Regions from separate parts of the Sus scrofa genome. Here region 1 is linked to region 2. A link is a contact called in public HiChIP or PLAC-seq data. All regions are on one chromosome and are shown on one strand. The core of a region is the stretch at or near the end of the contact, and the rest is flanking DNA. Distances in the headings are between cores, read along the strand shown.

Evidence for each region. HiChIP or PLAC-seq counts read pairs in DNA pulled down with a chosen protein or histone mark.
Region 1: an H3K27ac HiChIP or PLAC-seq map of alveolar macrophages shows a contact between it and region 2. The contact joins two enhancer-like sites. A contact is called at or near these places in 2 of 47 Hi-C or Micro-C datasets (both in embryonic fibroblasts) and 1 of 2 datasets of contacts at active chromatin or transcription factors (alveolar macrophages).

What each region holds. Positions count from the first base shown.
Region 1 is chr4:77,565,527-77,568,226 of Sscrofa11.1, reverse strand. No RefSeq gene overlaps it. Among named protein-coding and RNA genes, the nearest start is that of NPBWR1, 26 kb to the right of the region's middle. Within about 2 kb of position 1,421, at least 5 of the 83 cell types and tissues checked have an H3K27ac peak or open chromatin away from gene starts, as enhancers often do. A contact at or near this core is called in alveolar macrophages, where this site is marked.
Region 2 is chr4:77,227,561-77,230,260 of Sscrofa11.1, reverse strand. The region is part of intron 7 of ATP6V1H (ATPase H+ transporting V1 subunit H); the gene reads right to left. Among named protein-coding and RNA genes, the nearest start is that of ATP6V1H, 17 kb to the right of the region's middle. Within about 2 kb of position 1,255, at least 5 of the 83 cell types and tissues checked have an H3K27ac peak or open chromatin away from gene starts, as enhancers often do. A contact at or near this core is called in alveolar macrophages, where this site is marked.

The DNA of each region.
Region 1 (2,700 bases), core at 172-2,671, 340 kb before region 2:
CACTTTAGAACATCTCTCTCAGGTACAATTTACATTCTAAATTTATGGGTTCTTTTTTTTTTTTTTTTTAACCTAGAGAGACTTTACATTTTTCTGTAACCAAATCTGATGATGTTTTCCTTTGAAAGGTTTGTATGTGTTTGAGGAATGCCATTTCTATTAAGAGACGATGGCTTTTGTCCTGCAGTTTCTTTGGTAGAAATTCATGAAATGTATTTCTCCTTTTCATCACACCTCAGGGTGTTCAACTCTACAGAAGAACTTGGAGTGAAGGATGAAAGTCTTCTCCACTTTTCCATCCAATGGCTACACCCCCTGCCCCCTCCCAGGGGTACCCAGCGCTCATACTTGTGCCCAGCATCCTGATCACTCCCTGTTCACATCCCCAATCCCAGTATCTCCTTGTGGGACCATAAATGAGATGAAGGTTCATGTCTGCTCATTTCCACTGGCTTTTTCCATGCAGCAGTGTGTCTTGGAAACTTAAAATGTCAGTATAAATAAGTCTACCTTATTCTTTTTAGTTTCTCGGGAACTTTAAATGTCAGCATAAATAAATGCACTTACTCTCTCTGGTGGTGAAGGCTGTGGCATAGTGTTACACCTGCTTTATTTAACTATTTCTTCTGTGACAAATAGGCACAGGCAGTCCTTTTCAGTTATTCTTGCCGCTGTCGCAGTTTCAGAAGTTGAAATGTTAGTTTAGTTCTTTAATGTTTAGGTTGTAATTTCTCTGATATTTATGTTCTGTACTTAGTGCAAGACGTTTACATAGCCATACCTTAAACATCCCATCTTTAACAATTTGAAATGATACTTTGTTATATTTTATGATATGATGCCTAATTCTGCCTCTTGACTCATTTTTCTTTTCTTATTGTTATTTCAAGACAACGCGTTCTGATTACTGAATAATTATTAAATGTTTGAATATCTGCTACAGTAAGTTAATCTATGTTGTGATTTTTTTCCCTAAAAGTATTCAGGCTGTGCTTGCCACGTAGCTCCCCTTTGTCCCCCAGGGGCAAGTTACCTGTAGCCAGAAGCAATTCCCCTTTTCCATCCTCCTGCCTATAAAAGCCTTCAGTTTGCATAGCTCCTTGGAGCGCCTCTGCCCTGCTGGATGGGATGGTGTCTGACTCATGAATCACTTAGTAAAGCCAATTAGAACCTTCTGTTTACTCAGCTGAACTTGTGTTGTTTTAACACAAGTCTGCATTAAAACATGCCTAGATAAATATCGAGTTTATTTAGCTAGAAAGCATAGATAAGTATATTTGGTGTGAAACTGCATCTGGGTGACCGGTGCACTAAAATGATCTGGCCCCATAACACACGCTTATTCTTGCAGCAGCTCCCCATCTTCCAGTGTGCTTTTGACTCATGCTGTAGTGAAGACGTGATTCTTGTGGGTTTCTACTGATGTGGTTGAAAGTGTTCTGGTTTTGGAGATGCCTTGTGACTCAGTGGGTTAAGGATCTGGCATTGTCACTGCCGTGGTGCCGATTTGGAAACTTCTGCATGTCTTGGGTGTGGTCAAAAAGAAAAGTGCTTTGTTTTTGCTTCTGTTTTAGTCAAAACTTACTCAGCCAGTGAAAAATTATGCACTGGGATGGGTTCACAGAGACTATGACCGTCTAAAAAATGCATTTATGTTGAAGTTAAGCCCTTTATAAAGGGTACTTTGTGTGAACCGAGGCACAGCTACTAGGAAACACGGAAGAAGATGAGATGATGAACCGTGAACTCAGAATCCAGCTCGGAGTGACTGCCCACCTCACGGTCATGCCAGCTTTTTGGCTACAGGCAAACATAACTGTGCAACAGGAAAAAAAGTCAACATGCATCGTACCTAAGGAGATCTGGCAAGTGGTTAAGGAATGTGCCTGTATTTGCAGGGAAGTGTCTGGTGTGTGTGTGTGTGTGTGTGTGTGTGTGTGTGTGTGTGTGTACAACTGAGGAGCACAGCAGGTTCTAGTTCCAGGACCTGAGTTTGGGGAGGAAGTGCTCCAGCTAAGGGGGGCCCTTGTCCCTCTGCTTCTCTGTGGGCCCAGGTTCCATCACCCAGCTGCCTTCTCTCTTCACTCCTGCCCTGGGTGGGCCAGTGCTGCAGGAGGGGACTGCAGGCAGAAGGGGTCACCACAGGCAGAAGAGGATCACCATTGTTGAAGTTGTTGTTGAAGAAGAGTTGTTGCCGTTCTTCCCCTTTTGCTGAGTCTGTGATGCTTTGTCTGTTCTCGCTGGTGGCTTCATAGAAGCTATTTTGTCCCTTTTTTTTTTTTCTGAGCATGGGGAAACATACCATCACGTCCTCCGTTATGGAGAAAGTGATACACATGCTTGTATTTCCGCACAGTTTCTATTGCCTCTGGTCATGGTGACTTCTGAGGCATGAGCATCATCCTGAGTGTGCCCCTGACCCGGAGTACACAGATGCTCCGAACTGAAGTCCCGCCACCACCGCTGCAGTCAGTGCTCTGTGCACAATACTCAAGCTAGGGAGAGAACATTCCTGGGGTCTCCCCTCTCCTTAAAACCACATGCCTTCCCCTCCACTGCTCTACCCCATGGAGTCAACCAGCCCTGCTTTCTATTCTTTTGGCTCTTCAGGGCACAAAGCAGCTGAAGACCTGTCCTGTCCCCTCCATCCGCCCACATGGCAGCGAGCTTGGCTTTTCCGAAGTAGAATTCTTTTCCCTG
Region 2 (2,700 bases), core at 6-2,505:
GACGGCACAAAAACAGGTCACTCTTCCCACCCCCAGTACCCCTCCTAGATTACCCACTATTAATAGATCCCTACGTTACCTTGCTGAAATTTTCTACATGTTCTATGTATGTCTTTAAAAAACAAAACAAAACAAGAAAAACTTTGATTTGCAACTTTGTTTTCCTTTAATAAATCTTATAGAGGTCTACTGCACTTTTAACAACTCAATCTATATAAAGGTTTTAAGTCCATGATGCTCTTCACTTCAAAGAAGTATTCCTTAATGCTACACCATTCACTGGGCTGGTTACGCCGCCTGGAATGCAGAAGACACTCCACCTTACTTTCAAATCCATTGCACCTGCTATCCAATCCAGGCCGCAGAAGCCATCTGTCCTTGCAGTGCTGGGAAGCAGCCGGACAGCACCACCCTAGACCACCTGCACTGTCAGAAAGGAACCTTGGCTCTCACTGTACCTCAAAGGCTCCACAAATCTATGCTCAATATTCATTCCACTGGTGTTCATGCTTGCATACAAGCTTCAACAAGGCAGGCCTCGGTTCCTGCCACCAGGGCCACTGTGCATGTGCATGAGTGAAGCTGGACCGAGGGAAGAGAATGCCCAGATTCTCCCACATCCTCCAAAGTTTGGGAGCACAGTATGCCTGCTGAGGTCAGGGCAGCAACACAACAATCAACTTGTAAGGCTGCGCGGCTTCCACGAAAGAACAGGACTGATAATTCCCACGCAAGAGCCAACAGAGAACTGAGCAGTCTGAGGTGCGAGAGGGTTAGTACATGTACTCTGATGTTCGTTATTTTTACATCTGGGTAAAAACAACACAATGCGTTTCAAGAAAATTTAATTTACATACAATCCTCTAAAGCAGAACAACTGAAATGACCCACTCATAACGGATCCCGAAGCAGTCATGCCATCTGAAAAGTCAAGACTGTGGCATGAAGGCTGATTTCTCATTCTGCAGCCTCCAACTTGTTTCATCTGTTTTACAGTGACCCCAAGTGGCGACAACATGGAATGCAGTTTACCAACTGCTTGTCTGCTCTGAAGACCCGAAGGGATCTGAAGACCCGATGCTGGTACATTTTAACAGTCTGGGGAGCCTAAGCAAAATGGAGGACCCCTGAGGGTCCCGGTCCCAGCCACGTGCCTCGGTGTGCACCTGGGGTGGGGCAGGTTTGGCTGCTCACGAGCCTGTGTGCCCCTCCTGTGGCCTCTGCTCAGCCCTGAAGCATGGCTTCTGCAAAGACCTACATCAAAGACGGAGTGTGGTTACTCGAGGAGAGGTGACAAAGTGAGCAAACAGGGCCCACACATGGCGAGGGCTCCAAAACCACCCGGTACCGATTCAGAGCCCTGCTGAAATGTGGCGTCAAAGGAAGGGCTGATGCCCACTCTCAACATGTTAAAGTCTGCTTCCGAGTTGTAGCCTTCCAGAAATGCAGGCATCTTCCGGAAGAGACAGACTATGTTCAGGTTTGAGGAGCACTAAAAAGCCCTTCAAAGGCCAAACGCCAAACTACCCCGATGCTAATTCCGGTTGAGGTGCAGGGGTCTGTGTCTACCAGACAAACCCCTTCATGAACCCCTGCCAAGTCAACAGATCAGTTCTGCTTTTCCCACACACTGGACGGAAAAGAGCCAACGACAAATGTCACATCACCAAAGCCTGTACCTCATGACTGAGCTTTAATAACTTACAAGCACCTTAACAACTGCTTACATGTACAAGACATATGTTGCTGAAAATACCTTTTTAAAAATTTACAAACAAGCCTACAACTTTTCGAATAAATGATTTTTCAAAATTCAAACTGGTAGAAATAAAAAGTCATATAAAGATTCCCAATTAAACACCTGCTTATAGCTGAATGTCTAAACTCCCTGCCTACCACCTCCTTCCCCACCCTGACCCCAAGATCACCTGCTTCTACACCTCATTCTGTCCCATTTCAGAAGGCTGATGGCCATCTTCTGGCCTAACACACCACTTGGCAAATCCTTCACTCCATGCCCCACAAAAAGCCCCATTATCTATTCTGAAATGGACTCAACACACACAGGGATGTTCCCTGCAGGTTACAGAAGCACCAGTGATGAAGGCAGACACTGAAAGGCTTTGATGGAGCTCTGTTTAGGTGTGTTACAGGCAGGTAGGAGACACCATCCCCTAAAGATGCTTTCCAGTTTCCCAGAAATATTTCAGCAAAGGAAGCCAGGCAGACCTCACCTACATTTTTTTTTCTTTTTGGTCTTTTTTGTCTTTTCAGGGCCACACCCGCGGCACAGGGAGATTCCCAGGCTACGGGTCCAATAGGAGCTGTAGCCGCCGGCCTACACCACAGCCACAGTAATGCGGGATCTGAGACGTGTCTGAGACCCACACCACAGCTCATGGCAACACTGGATCCTTAACCCACTGAATGAGGCCAGGGATTGAACCTGCAGCCTCATGGTTCCTAGTCTGATTCGTTTCCACTGTGCCACGATGGGAACTCCTTCACCTACACTTTGAGCTTTTACCCCTACCTCTCTCAACTGGCACCAATCACGCCAACCTCTACATGTCCAAATTTATTGCCAATTCCTGAACTATTTTGAATACAGCAATGTTAAACCACTCCCAATTCGGGGAGATAACTCTAACCAGGAAAGGGACTTGAAGAGACATGATTAGTTTTAACCTTTAATCTTCT